2 separate regions of the Zea mays genome follow, and region 2 is linked to region 1. Evidence: chromatin contacts called from public Hi-C data. All regions are on one chromosome and are shown on one strand. Each heading gives the region's core, a stretch centred on a gene start, on an enhancer-like site or on the middle of the called end of the contact. The rest is flanking DNA. Distances are from core to core; before and after follow the strand shown.

The links. A called contact is a pair of places that touch in the nucleus more often than the background predicts.
Region 2: a contact with region 1 is called in a Hi-C map of ear, with 2.2 times the contacts expected there. The contact joins the enhancer-like site here to the promoter of LOC100192978 in region 1. A contact is called at or near these places in 2 of 25 Hi-C or Micro-C datasets (ear and tassel).

Annotation. Positions count from the first base shown.
Region 1 is chr1:241,027,730-241,034,853 of Zm-B73-REFERENCE-NAM-5.0, forward strand. LOC100192978 (CHY-type/CTCHY-type/RING-type Zinc finger protein) reads left to right here and starts at 2,521. Exons shown (of 11, transcript NM_001138152.1): 1 at 2,521-2,735; 2 at 2,866-2,953; 3 at 3,038-3,097; 4 at 4,156-4,188; 5 at 4,297-4,374; 6 at 4,491-4,534; 7 at 4,653-4,693; 8 at 4,797-4,879; 9 at 4,968-5,059; 10 at 5,168-5,279; 11 at 5,422-6,061. The coding sequence starts at 2,710. The coding sequence ends at 5,547.
Region 2 is chr1:241,192,605-241,199,728 of Zm-B73-REFERENCE-NAM-5.0, forward strand. LOC103643510 (protein fluG) reads right to left here. Exons shown (of 19, transcript XM_035964276.1): 16 at 7,069-7,124; 17 at 6,574-6,806; 18 at 6,253-6,395; 19 at 5,859-6,132. The coding sequence ends at 6,070. Among protein-coding and RNA genes, the nearest start is that of LOC103643510, 26 kb to the right of the region's middle. Within about 2 kb of position 4,602, at least 17 of the 20 cell types and tissues checked have an H3K27ac peak or open chromatin away from gene starts, as enhancers often do. A contact at or near this core is called in ear and tassel, where this site is marked.

The DNA.
Region 1 (7,124 bases), core at 1,271-3,770:
CCATTATAGTTTTTGTTACGGTTTCAGTCATTCTGTTACCGTTATAGTTTCAGTCATTCTATTAGGCTATCTCCAGCAGCTTACCCATTCTCATACTCATATTCAAACTTCACTCTTCGAATAGTGTAGTCTACAGCGCAAAACAATGTTTTAGGTAACCATATGGATGAACTTCTGGACACGGTCTTTAAGTTTGAGACATTCACCTATTCGACCATTCCATTAAAGTTTTAGTTATTCCGTTACATTTTTCGCTATAGTTTCAGTCATTATATTATAGTTTCTGTTATAGTTTGGGTCATTTCGTTACCATTATGGTCTCATCCATTCACTCATTTTAGCCATTTCGCCATAGTTTCAGTTATTTCGTTAAAGTTTTAGTCATTCCATTGAAATTTCAGACATCCCGTTATAATTTCACTCATTCCATTATTGTTACAGTTCTGGCCGCCCGGTTAGAGCGCAGGGGCACGTGGGGATCACACGAGGTAGGTTGTTGGGACACACATGCTAATAATGGCATGGGAGGTGGCGGCCTAGCGCGCGCGAACCAATCACTGGTTGGTCTAGGTGACGACCTATGTTCCATCACCCTATGTGACAAATAGTTCTGTCACACACACAAATATGTATATAGTAGTATAATGCTCGTGTGTTGCAACAATACACAATCATATTTGATATCTATAAAATAAAAAAAAACAAAACTAATATCAGAGTGAACATATGGTTCATATATCATATATGAAACTAATAATAACATATATTACACCTTGTCAGCCAAAAGACCGAGAAAAATATGAGTTGAAAACGAGTCCAAACCCTTTTTTTATAGGCTGCTCAATTGCTCGTCCTTCTTCAGCTAGCAAGGTGGTACTATGTGGGAGCGCTGCACTTTGCGTGATTTTCTGTCGTGTTAGGCTTGAGTGGTTTCCCAGGTCCCATGACTGTGTAACAGTCCATTGTTAGACGATTAGCTCGGGGAAGAAACAGACCTACGCACTTCGTATGTGACGCACATCGTATGAAACTGGTGCTTTAAAGGAGTATATATATACATGTATGTCAGCACTATTTGTCATCCTAGGTGAAGCTTCGTCTAGAGGTAATGTTTGAAGATTGCTCAATCATTACCGTTAAGTGAAGTTTTACCTACAAATAACACATGTTTGTATATATCCTTAACATTACTGTGCTGTTTATATATTACTATACTGTTTATGTCAAGTTATTAGACTGAGCTTCATATTAGTAGAAACAGTAGCTTATCCAATATCTTGGTCACCTGTAAAGTTTAAACGAAGGTTTTTTAGCCGGCACAAAAAATGCAGACATCAAGCGTCATTTGCCGCTTCAGTTACTAATCATATCTAGAGCTCAGATTTTACGGATAGTCCTCTAGTACCAGATCCTTACATATGTTGTTACCTTTTTATCCACCGTCATCGTATACTTGCAATTACTACTTCCTTACAGGTTATCACTTACCGCCTCCGTTTTCGAATATTTATCGTTCGCTAGTTAATCTTAATTTAAACTTAAATGAGGCAAATAAACGTTTAAACTATTCTCTTGATCGTGTGTCTGATTGTCTTGTTGTTTAAAATGCCTCCTAGATCGATCGTCGTAGTGCAGGTTGTTTTAGACAAAGTTGAACTGCGATCAGACCGAGACCGGACAACCATTGAGCAGTTATTTTCCTATTCATCGTGGACTAACTGGAAGATATTTTCTGAGCTCCAAAAAATATCCAAAGGAAGGGAGAACGTGAAGGACGAGGTCGGACCGGACACGCCTCCCCTCGCTAATCATTGAGGCGGAGGCGGCGGAGGCGATTTTGGGAACACTCGCAGGTAGATTTTGCGTGAACTTGGACGAGGGTCATTTTCGCTTTGGATGAATCCACGAGGTGGTGTCACTGCACGCGCACGGGGCCCTCAAACCGTTTGAAAACCAAACCGAAGGCAACAAAACGAGACTCTCATCTCATCTGACTCTACGGCCAGCTCAAGTGATCTGCTGCTGGTGGCCGACCTGGCGGCGTGATCTCGCTCCCGTGCCCGTCTCCTCCATCCGACGCGTACATGGCCCGCCATCCTCATCCATCCGCCCTCCAGAGGACCAGTCCAGACCAATAATAAAAGGGAAGGTCGACGACGGGCTCGCTCCAATCCGGCGAACCGCGTCCCCGTCAGCCTGTCATCCCGTGGGCGCGCGGCTGTCGACCTGCGCATCAGCTTCTATGATTAGCCAGGAGCAATAATTTATTACTCCTATTTGCCAGGCGACGTTCGTCCAATTCGACCCGGCAGGCAGCAGGCAGCAGCTGTGCTCCTGTGGGTGGGTGGGTCATGGGTGACCACATGCATCGATGGAGCCAGGGCCGCCGTGTGCGCAGCCAACTCTACCTATCCCCGCCCCCGGGATGGGCGATGGCAACTATCCTATCGCAACAATATCCTGGGGTGGGGGCTATAAAACGGAGCGGCCCGCGTGGGGCGCGCCTCCATCAGCCGCAGTCGCGTCGCGTCGCGTCGCGTCCAGTCCAATCCTCGGAGCCTCACACGGGCGGACGAGCGGGAGCTTCTCCCAATCTCCCCTGCCCTGCCCTGCCCTGCCGCCGCGCTTAGCTTCGCATCTTCCCCTCCTCCTCCTCCTCCTTCCTCGGCCAAGCGAGGAGCGAGGCGCGGGCGCGAGCGCGTCGTTGAGATGGATTCGGAGGCGGTGCAGCACGGGTAAGCAAGCAAAGCAATCCATGGATCGATCCAGGACACAGGGAGGAGCTAGGAAGAGGAACAATCTCATGATCTCATTCATCTGACACAGCCTTCTCCCTCTGTCTGCCTGTCCTCCTACCGCCAACAGCTGCGCGCATTACAGCCGTGGGTGCAGCGTCGTGGCGCCCTGCTGCGGCCAGGCCTTCGGCTGCCGCCATTGCCACAACGACGCCAAGGTTCGGTGGTTTCCCTCCTTCCGTTTTCGCTTCGGCTCCGGTTCAGCAGATGTTCTGAAACAACCCTGTCCCGTGCCCCGGCAGAACTCGCTGGAGGTCGACCCGCGCGACCGGCACGAGATCCCCCGCCACGAAATAAAGAAGGTCAGCGTTCCCTCCCTCTGCTCAAAGAGCAATCTCCTGCCTGTTTCAACCATTGCCTATCTCGTGTTCGTCTTTGTTATTACCGTGAGCAAAGAAAGGAAGAAACAAACAAGAGCGCCGCCTTCTCTCTTCTCCTTCTCCATGTAATGGAGCATTTGTTCCGCCGCGTAGTCGAGTGCAAGCAGCGGTTTTCCTCTTTTGGAAACCCACCCCCACGCACGGTTCCGTTCCAATCTCGCCCTTCCAATTGACCAACACAAACCTTTCCTAAGATTTCTTGTCCTCCTTACCCTTCTACAGACAAGTACGAAACGCAATCGCACAAGGTTATACTACTACTAGCTTTTAGTGTTCTAGCGACCTTAGATTTTTTTTTTTGGTTAGGCATCCCTGATTTTTCTCACACTTAAAAGCTTCTTCAGATAAGGCCATATCAGCTCAGCTCAGTGCTCTGGGAGCCGTTCTGCACTTCACTTGCGTGTCACTAAAAACTTGACTGCTTTCCGCGATGTGCTCCGCACCAAGTGGCCGGCACTGCGTGGTCCACAGGATTTTTCAAGAGAAAGCCGGGGTCACGGGTGCCACTTGAAGCCAAGGACAGGCGTCTGGGATTGGAGAATATATGAGAAAGGGATACCGTCAGAGGCACATCTCACCGTCAAACTGAACAGGGTCTAACTGCTTCCAGCTGATTTGATTGAGTTTGAGTGCTGCATAGTTGAGGACCTGGATATAGTGACGTGTCCTGACAGGTGTCTTTGGACCTATTAGCAGTGAATCTGACGTCGATCGGCTAAAGCAATCATGTTCGATTCTTATCCTTTTTTTTTTGAGAGTATATGCCTGATTCGATAAACGTTCCTATCCTGTTTCCTGATGATGCATATATGTTGTTTCGATTCATATAGAATCATACCATCCATCTATTTTGTTTAAAAAAAAAATTTCTGGGTGGCCATGGGCACAGCATGCCTGTTCTTAAGATAACGATTCCAGTAACTGTTCCCTTCTGTCACTGAACTCATATGAATCGAGACTTAACTGGAGCTGTTGCGCAGGTGATCTGTTCTCTCTGCTCCAAGGAACAGGACGTAAGTTGTCTACCAAAACGTACTCCTACAACAGTTTTTCAGGAGCACGCATCTTTTGGCTGTACTACTACTGCTAACTGCATGGAAACTGCTCATTCCCATCGGCAGGTGCAACAGAACTGCTCCAGCTGTGGGGCCTGCATGGGCAAGTACTTCTGTAAAGTATGCAAGTTCTTCGATGATGATGTAAGCGTACTCGAATCCCAGACGATGAACAAAGAAACTGAACTCGATGCGTTGTTTACTGCGTTTCTTTTTTCCCCCTTCTTCTTCACGTACATACTGTACTGCTCTTGGTCCAGGTCTCAAAGGGCCAGTACCACTGTGACGGATGTGGAATATGTAGGTAAGCACCACCACGCTGATGGCTACGTCTAAAGACTTGACGCGCAGAAGTGTAAAACTTCTGTCAGCCGTTCAAAACTGATAAATTCGGGTTCCTCGTCTTCTTGTTGTTTATGCAGAACCGGCGGCGTGGAGAACTTTTTCCACTGTGATAAATGTGGTGAGTTTCTGCGCGGACTTCTTTCTGCTAAGATTCTGTAACCATGCTATGCAGCAAAGATTTCACTCGCGCCCTTATTGGTGTCCTTGTTGCCGTCCGACAGGGTGTTGCTACAGCAATGTCTTGAAGGATTCCCACCACTGCGTCGAAAGAGCAATGCATCACAACTGCCCCGTCTGCTTTGAGGTGAGAGACCTCCGTTTCAACGGAACATTCACTCTGAATGTTCCAATCTCTTGATATTGAGAAGGTTTCCCTCTGTTTTTTTTCACAGTATCTGTTCGACTCCACGAAGGACATCAGCGTGCTGCAATGTGGGCATACCATCCATTTGGAGTGCATGAACGAGATGAGAGCACACCATCAGTAAGCATATATACCGTTCTCTTCGGAGCTGAGAAACGGTGCCACCTCACAACATCCTCTTTTAGTCGCAGTGACCTTACAGTCTCAGCCCTGTTTGGTCTTTGGCAGCTTCTCATGCCCAGTGTGCTCGAGGTCCGCCTGCGACATGTCGGCCACATGGCGGAAGCTCGACGAGGAGGTCGCGGCCACGCCGATGCCTGACATCTACCAGAAGCACATGGTAAGAAGCCGACCGCCCACTCGTTCGTCGTCCCGTTACATCTTTTCCACAGCCATGGCTCGCTGTTTGACGAGCTCTGAACCTGTCCGGGGTGCCGATTGCTGGAACTGAACGGCAAATGAACGCTGTGGTGTGAGTGCAGGTGTGGATCCTGTGCAACGACTGCAGCGCGACCTCGAGCGTGCGGTTCCACGTGCTGGGGCACAAGTGCCCCGCGTGCAGCTCGTACAACACCCGGGAGACGAGGGCTGCGTGCCCCAGGATCTGAGGCGAACCAGAGGCCATGTCACAAAATGCCAGGGAGATGCCGTCCAACGATCATCTGTCTGCAGGACGTTGCTGCGCTTAAGGTTAAAGGCTAGCGCGAGACCAGGCCTGGTAGTCCAGTCTTGAGTTTGGTGCTGGAGCATTTGTAATGTTCCGGTAAAATGTAATGCGTCCATGAGTGCTGTCCAGGCAGTAAGCACACCTGTGGATCGGGGCCGGCGCAAGGTCCCTAGGCAAGCTGCAGGATTAGTGGGGCTATTCATGTTTAGGGCGCGAATGCAACGAAATTACCCGTGGGCCGTGGGCTCGGTATGTAACAGAACCGATTATTTCTATTACAATAATAACATGCAGTTCTATTGGGCCGAGCCTAATCAGGCACCACGAATGTGAATAATTGCACATGGCGCATATATGGCGGGCAGTAGATACATATAAAATGGAGAAAATCCGTTTATTGCCATCAAAACTTATACTGATCACTACAATACCATCTAAAATGATGTGCTCCCTTCAAAACCATTGGTTTATATTTTCTATCCTTTCATTGCCATTGCCGTTACATAATGGCGCATGTGGCATATATGGGCGGCGTATGTAGGTTCAGGATGGTCACACGACATATGACGAGACTACAGAGACATGGTCAAGAGAAGTTCAGTGGATTGTGACATTCTGATCTAAGACTTCTTAAAATTGGAGTTAATAAGATCGATAATACTCGTACCAATAATGCACATCTTGCTTTTTAGAAGCCTGTTTTGAAATAACCCCAGGATTAAGCATGTTTGGCCCAAAGAAATTTTTGTGATGGTGGTCGACCGAGAAGTTTTCTTGACTGCATGCCAGTGAGGACAAAAAAACACATATGAAAGAATCGTGTTGGTCTGTGAGAATAGATCAGGAAGTTTTCTCGACTGCGCGACCATGGATGGTTGGGGTGTTTCATCAAGGATCCGCTTTAAACACATACCTTTTTGCCTTGGTGATGGATAAGGACATACCGGACATAAAGGGGATAACCCTTGGTGTGTGTTTTTTTGCAGACAATGTAATGCTAGTTGATGAAAGTCGGGCATGAGTAAATGGAAAACTAGAGTTGTGGCAAGAAACTTTATAATCAAAAGGTTTTAGACTTAGTAGAACTAAAATAGAATATATTGGATGCGATTTCAGCACTACATATGAGGAATGAGATCTTAGTTTAGAAGGTCTAGGAAGGACACCTTTAGATATTTAGTATCAGCCTATAGAGAGACCGGGATATTAATGAAGATGCTAGCCATAAAATCAAAGTAGAGTCAGTGAAGTGGAGTCAAGCATCTGGCATTTTATATGACAAAGTGGGAATTGCAAAAGCTAAAAAGAAAGTTTTAGGACAACGATTAGACCTTCTATATTATATGGAACATAATTTTAGCCTACAAAAAGATGATATGTTTAGCAGATAAATGTTGCGGTAATACATATGTTACGTTGGATTTGTGAACATACAAAAAGGGATCGAGTTTAGAATGATGATATACATGATAGACTAGGGGTAGCACCAGTCGATCGATATGGTTTGAATATATCCAA
Region 2 (7,124 bases), core at 3,352-5,851, 170 kb after region 1:
TCCGTGGATCAAAAGGTATACCGGTCAATGATTGGTTCATTGCTTTATTTATGTGCATCTCGACCGGACATTATGCTTTCCGTTTGCATGTGTGCAAGATTTCAAGCCGACCCTAAGGAATCACACCTTACGGCCGTAAAACGAATCTTGAGATATTTGGCTTATACTCCTAAGTTTGGGCTTTGGTACCCTCGGGGATCCACATTTGATTTAATTGGTTATTCGGATGCCGATTGGGCGGGGTGCAAAATTAATAGGAAGAGCACATCAGGGACTTGCCAGTTCTTGGGAAGATCCTTGGTGTCTTGGGCTTCAAAGAAGCAAAATTCGGTCGCTCTTTCCACCGCCGAAGCCGAGTACATTGCCGCAGGACATTGTTGCGCGCAATTGCTTTGGATGAGGCAAACCCTGCGGGACTACGGTTACAAATTAACCAAAGTCCCTTTGCTATGTGATAATGAGAGTGCAATCAAAATGGCCGACAATCCCGTCGAGCATAGCCGCACTAAGCACATAGCCATTCGGTATCATTTTCTTAGGGATCATCAACAAAAGGGGGATATCGAGATTTCTTACATTAATACTAAAGATCAATTAGCCGATATCTTTACCAAGCCACTTGATGAACAATCTTTTACCAGACTTAGGCATGAGCTCAATATTCTTGATTCTAGAAATTTCTTTTGCTAAGCTTGCACACATAGCTCTTTTGAATACCTTTGATCATATCTCTTTTATATGCTATGACTAATGTGTTTTCAAGTTTGTTTCAAACCAAGTCATAGGTATATTGAAAGGGAATTGGAGTCTTCGGCGAAGACAAAGGCTTCCACTCCGTAACTCATACTTCGCCACCACTCCGAGCAACTCTCTCTTCTTCAGGGGAGAAATGAGCATCAAGGAAAAGGACTTCATCCTTGGGGGAGAGAGTAAAAGCTCAAACGCAAAAGGACTTCGTCTTTGGTATAATCTTAACTCACTTATTTATGACCAAAGGGGAAGATTGCACTTAGAGGGCTCTAATGATTCCGTTTTTGGCGATTCATGCCAAAAAGGGGGAGAAATGAGCCCAAAGCAAAAGGACCGCACCACCACCACCAAATTCAAAAACTTAGTGCTTTCCAAAAGTCTTTATCATTTGGTATCCTATTGTGTTCAAAAGGGGGAGAAAGTAGTATTTCAAAAATGGTATATCAAAACCCTCTTGAACACTAAGAGGTGGATCTCTTTTAGGGGGAGTTTTGTTTAGTCAAAGGAAAAGCATTTGAAATAGGGGGAGACAATTTCAAATCTTGAAAATGCTTTGCAAACTCTTATTCATGTACCTTTGACTATTTGCAAAAGATCTTTGAAATGGATTTACAAAAAGAATTTGCAAAAACAAAACATGTGGTGCAAACGTGGTCCAAAATGTTATATAAGAAAGAAACATTCCTTGCATATCTTGTAAGTAGTTATATTGGCTCAATTCCAAGTAACCTTTGCACCTACATCATGTAAACTAGTTCAATTATGCACTTCTATATTTGCTTTGGTTTGTGTTGGCATCAATCACCAAAAAGGGGGAGATTGAAAGGGAATTAGGCTTACACCTAGTTCCTATATAATTTTGGTGGTTGAATTGCCCAACACAAATCTTTGGACTAACCAGTTTACCCAAGTGTATAGATTATACAGGTGTAAAAGGTTCACACTCAGCCAATAAAAAGACCAAGTTTTGGATTCAATAAAGGAGCAAAGGGGCAACCGAGGGCACCCCTGGTCTGGCGCACCGGACTGTCCGGTGTGCCACCGGACAGTGAACAGTACCTGTCCGGTGCACCAGGGGACTCAGACTTCAACCCTTCGCCCTCGGGAATTCGCGGAGGCCGGCGCGCTATAATTCACCGGACTGTCCGGTGTGCACCGGACATGTCCGGTGCGCCAACGAACCGCGGCCTCCGGAACTCGTCATCCTCGGGTTTTCACGACAGCCGCTCCGCTATAATTCACCGGACTGTCCGGTGTGCACCGGACTGTCCGGTGTGTCAGCGGAGCAACGGCTCTCTGCGGCGCCAACGGCTCCCTGCGCAGCATTAAATGCGCGCGCAGCGCGCGCAGACGTCAGAATCGCCCATGCCGGTGCACCGGACATCAAACAGTACATGTCCGGTGTGCACCGGACACCCAGGCGGGCCCACAAGTCAGAAGCTCCAACGGCTAGAATCCAACGGCAGTGATGACGTGGCAGGGGGCACCGGACTGTCCGGTGTGCACCGGACTGTCCGGTGCGCCATCGAACAGAGAGCTCCCAGCAACGGCCACATTTGGTGGTTGGGGCTATAAATACCCCAACCACCCCACATTCATAGCTATCCAAGTTTTCCAACTTCTAACCACTTACAAGAGCTAGGCATTCAATTCTAGACACATACAAAGAGATCAAATCCTCTCCAATTCCACACAAAACCCTAGTGACTAGTGAGAGTGATTTGCCGTGTTCTTTTGAGCTCTTGCGCTTGGATCGCATTCTTTCTTTCTCTTTTGCTCTTGTGATCAACACTCAATTGTAACCGAGGCAAGAGGCACCGATTGTGTGGTGGCCCTTGCGGGGAAGTTTTGTTCCCGGTTGATTGAGAAGAAGGAAAGCTCACTCGGTCCGAGGGACCGTTTGAGAGAGGGAAGGGTTGAAAGAGACCCGGCCTTTGTGGCCTCCTCAACGGGGAGTAGGTTTGCAAGAACCGAACCTCGGTAAAACAAATCCACGTGTCACTCTCCTTATTTGCTTGCGATTTGTTTTGCGCCCTCTCTTGCGGACTCATTTATTATTACTAACGCTAACCCCGGCTTGTAGTTGTGTTTATATTTGTAAATTTCAGTTTCGCCCTATTCACCCCCCCCCCCCTCTAGGCGACTATCACTCAGCCCTGGCCTCAGCCGACGGTCTCCGCCTCGCCCGACCCAGGGGCTCGGACTCGACCACGGCCACGGAAGATAGACTCGACCTCGACCTCGGAGGAGCCTCCACATCGCCCAACCTAGGGCGCGGACCGACCACGTCGACAGAAAGCGCCATCATTACCCTACCCCAAGCTGACTCAGGCTACGGGGAACAAGACCGGCGTCTCATCTGGCTCGCTCCGCCAGATAGGCAATGATGGCGCCCCGCACGCTCTGTGACGACGGCGGCTCTCAGCCCCCTTACGGAAGCAAGAGGACGTCAGCAAGGACTCGACAGCCCCGACAGTTGTCCTTCCGCCAGGCTCCAGCGCTCCTCCGACGGCCACGACACCACACGAACCGGGTGCCAAAACCTCTCCGGCTGCCACGACGGCATGTACTTAGGGCGCTAGCTCTCCTCCGCTAGACACGTAGCACTCTGCTACACCCCCCATTGTACACCTGGATCCTCTCCTTACGCCTATAAAAGGAAGGACTAGGGCCCTCTTACAGAGGGTTGGCCGCGTGGGGACGAGGACGAGACAGGCGCTCGCTTGAAGCCGCTCGCTCCCTCTCCCGCGTGGACGCTTGCAATCCCCTACTGCAAGCGCACCCGACCTGGGCGCGGGACGAACACGAAGGCCGCGGGATTTCCACCTCTCTCACGCCTGTCTCCGGCCACCTTTCTCCCCCCTTCGCGCTCGGCCTCGCGCCGACCCATCTGGGCTGGGGCACGCGGCGACATTTCACTCGTCGGCCCAGGGACCCCCGGTCTCGAAACGCCGACATGTAGCCTCCATGAGATCGTGATAGATCAGGGATGGGTCAACTACGATTAGTTGACAACGGTTATGGGCAGTGGCGGAGGACGGATAAAATTTTTGGTATGGCTCTACTACGTATAATATTTAGCACACAAACTAATTAAATTGCAAAATAAAAATGCACAAACGTATATAAAAGTAGAACATTGTCTAAAATGAGAATAAATTGTTAAGAAACATGTGTGCGGTAAAAAAATAGATAATAAATGTTATACTGATAATTTTGCTAGATAAGTCTTAGAGACCTAGACAATTACATTTGCCTATTATTATATTTAAATGACTTCTTAATACTTAAAGTGCAAGTGCGAGTTATAAATTATATGATTTGTGATCATTATCACCTTTCTCAATTAGGTATGGCTTGAGCTATACCTAGCCACAATGGGCCCTCCGCCCCTGGTTATGGGAGAGAGAGAGCGTGCTTAACGGCACGTGTTGTGGAAGTAGTGAAAGAAAAGAAAGATGGAACACCTAAAGGTTCAAGACACACTTCTCTCCCTATCTTAGAATTACCGAGTAGATCACATAAAGCGTTGCACCACCCTTGTAATTCGAATCATGTGCCATGACTATTGTCTTACTCATTGACCACTGGTTAAGGCAGTAAAGCAAATAATATCCCTTGCAGCACTGCAGACCTGTTCTGTCTAGCGTCTGCGAGAAGAATAGTTCCACCTATATGTCTCCTTGGGCCTAGTGGTGGCCCTGGGGCCACTCCTAGCATTCGAGGATAGATATGCCCTGGATGTTGGCAAAATGCTCTAAAATTTTTTCATCACGAGCCATAGAGGGCCTAACTCAGAGCTAGCCTACATCCGGGGAGGCAAGCCCCATGCCAACCAGACCCCAAGGCCCTATGAGCTGAAGACCTTATACACGAGCCTCACTCCCCAAGGCGCCCCCTGGGACAAGACGATCCCGGGTGGCCGGGTGGCATAGCCTTTGCATGCGCCTCAAATCAGGTCGACTTCATGTGTCACCAAGCATCAATTAAGATTCTGTCCATCGTATTTGTTGCGAGAGATAACGTTGCGGTCACAAGACATTATTGTATCCACGCTCGGGTCGCTATCAGTGTGATTGGTAAGTTACCAGCACTTCTCGCGCCGGTCTCGCGCCAGCCTGGGCCGCTGGGAACGCAGCTTTCCTGCGTTTCTGCTTATGCAGGCGAAGCGAGCAAAATAAGCTATAGGCTGCACGCGCGGATGCAAGCAGGCGCCATATACTGCAGCCATCCAAACAGGAGCCGAGCGCGGTCAACGCGACGCCGTGGGCCTGGACGCCAGCAACCACCCAACCAATCACGCGGTATATTTGCAAGAACTATACAATGCATATGCTTTTAGAAGTTATCAACTATGTTGTACTCGCTAACATGGACATCCATACCAGTCGCTGCGAAATGCCATACTCACCAAAGACATACTCCACATATAGTACATCTTAGATAAAATAAAAGCAGTTAAACCTCTACTAGACAGAACTCATTGCTCATACATGATTGTACCTCTCCTAACACCCTCTCGTGGTAGATATTTGAACAACAATATTTACGGGTTAGGCAATGTTTGGTTTCTTTAGTCTAGGGACTAAAGTTTAGTTAGGGGACTAAAGTTTAGTCTCTAACATGTTTGGTTCTAGAGACTAAAATTAGTAAGAATATATTAAATGACTCGTAAGAAAACTAAAATGGCATTTAACATTCTCCTACTATTAGTACAATTGAACTAAATGAGGGACAAATGTGGAATTAATATGATTTAGTCCCTTTTAGCCACATTTTGAGGGACTAAGGACTAAAGCAGTTTAGTCCCTATTTTAGTCCTACCGTTTGGCAATTTAGAAACTAAATGAGACTAAAATGGAGGGACTAACCAAACGGGACCTTAGATCAAACATTATCTGAGTATATAATATTTACCCACACTTGCATTTAATCAACCACCAATCACCACGTAGAAGACTTAGTATCATGCTTAAGCAACCTGTATCTCCGTACCTTTGTATATACTGTTATATTAACGTCTTCATTCAACGGTCCTAGAGATTCGTCTATCTCCTATTTCTCCCATTTTCTTTGATACCTTAATACCATGGTGAAGACACCTAGCATTTCTCATTTTAAAAATTTAAATAACCTTTATTATTTGATAAGAGAAACACTGGGTATCAAAAGTTCAGTCACAAAAGTTCAGTCACAGGATATGAGAATCCGAAGTTAACCATTGGAACAAAATTTATTCTTCCAGTCTCTCGGTTGGTCATACAGTGAAACCCCTTGCCACGTCCAAGAAGATGTAGCTTCTCATTCCGTTCTTTTGCCCTAGTAACGGTCGATGAGATCCTTAAGTGCACCCGGATTCTTCGCAAAGTGATTGATCTCAGCCTGCGGGGAAAAAATGCCCAAATGATGGAGTATAAAATATTTTCGTACAGAATATTTAAAACTAAAACGATAAAAAAAGAGATTAAACATGCTAAAAAAAGAAAATTAAAGAATGCTGACCTTCCGTATAGCTATAGCAGTTGTGACAAGTTTATCACCAATTAACTCATGCAAAACCTTATCTGCAGAAAGCGATTCTACAGATTCCTGCAGGTTCTGCGGTAGCCTTTTCAGTTTTGAAGAGTGATCAGAAGGGTTTGATTCTACAAAGAACACGAATCACATAAGATACTTGCATACTGTGGTAATGATGTTTACTCATTCAGTACCGAGCGCTTATCACTTATCTGGTTGTTAGGATTGTTTCCAAATATTACCAGCAAGGCATAAATTTTGGAAACAATAACCAAAAGGAAAGGCCTGGCATAAAGGAATTCATACCAATTGGCTCAGGTAACTTAAGGTGTCTTCTTAGCCCATCGATGCCAGCAGCTACGATAGCAGCAAGACCCAAGTGCGGATTTGCGCAACCATCGAAGGATTTGATCTCGAAGTTGCTGACTAAATCAAGAGGCACACCAGGTGGGCATGCGGTTCTTAATGGAGCCTCCCTGTTCTCTTTCCCCCAGCATAGATAAGCTCCACTCCAAGTATCTGGCTGAATCCGGTCGTAGCTATACACAAAAATAAAAATAAAAAATCAAGTGAATCTGATCATTAAATAGGGAGCACATAACGTACTGTTCAAATGGTTTCATCAGTATCCTGGCATTTTGTCAGAGAAGTAGCAAATTAAGCTCTCTAGATTATAGGGATATATGAATTGACATCTTGTAAAAATCTTGCAGCTTATGTGAGAAACAAACAATGTATTGAGTTACCAAGATTTCAGTTGAATTACATGACATAATTAGAAGCGTTAATAGAAAACATTACCTGTTTGGGTGAGGAGCGGTAAATGCCAATATTGACGGAAGGTGATGATACACTCC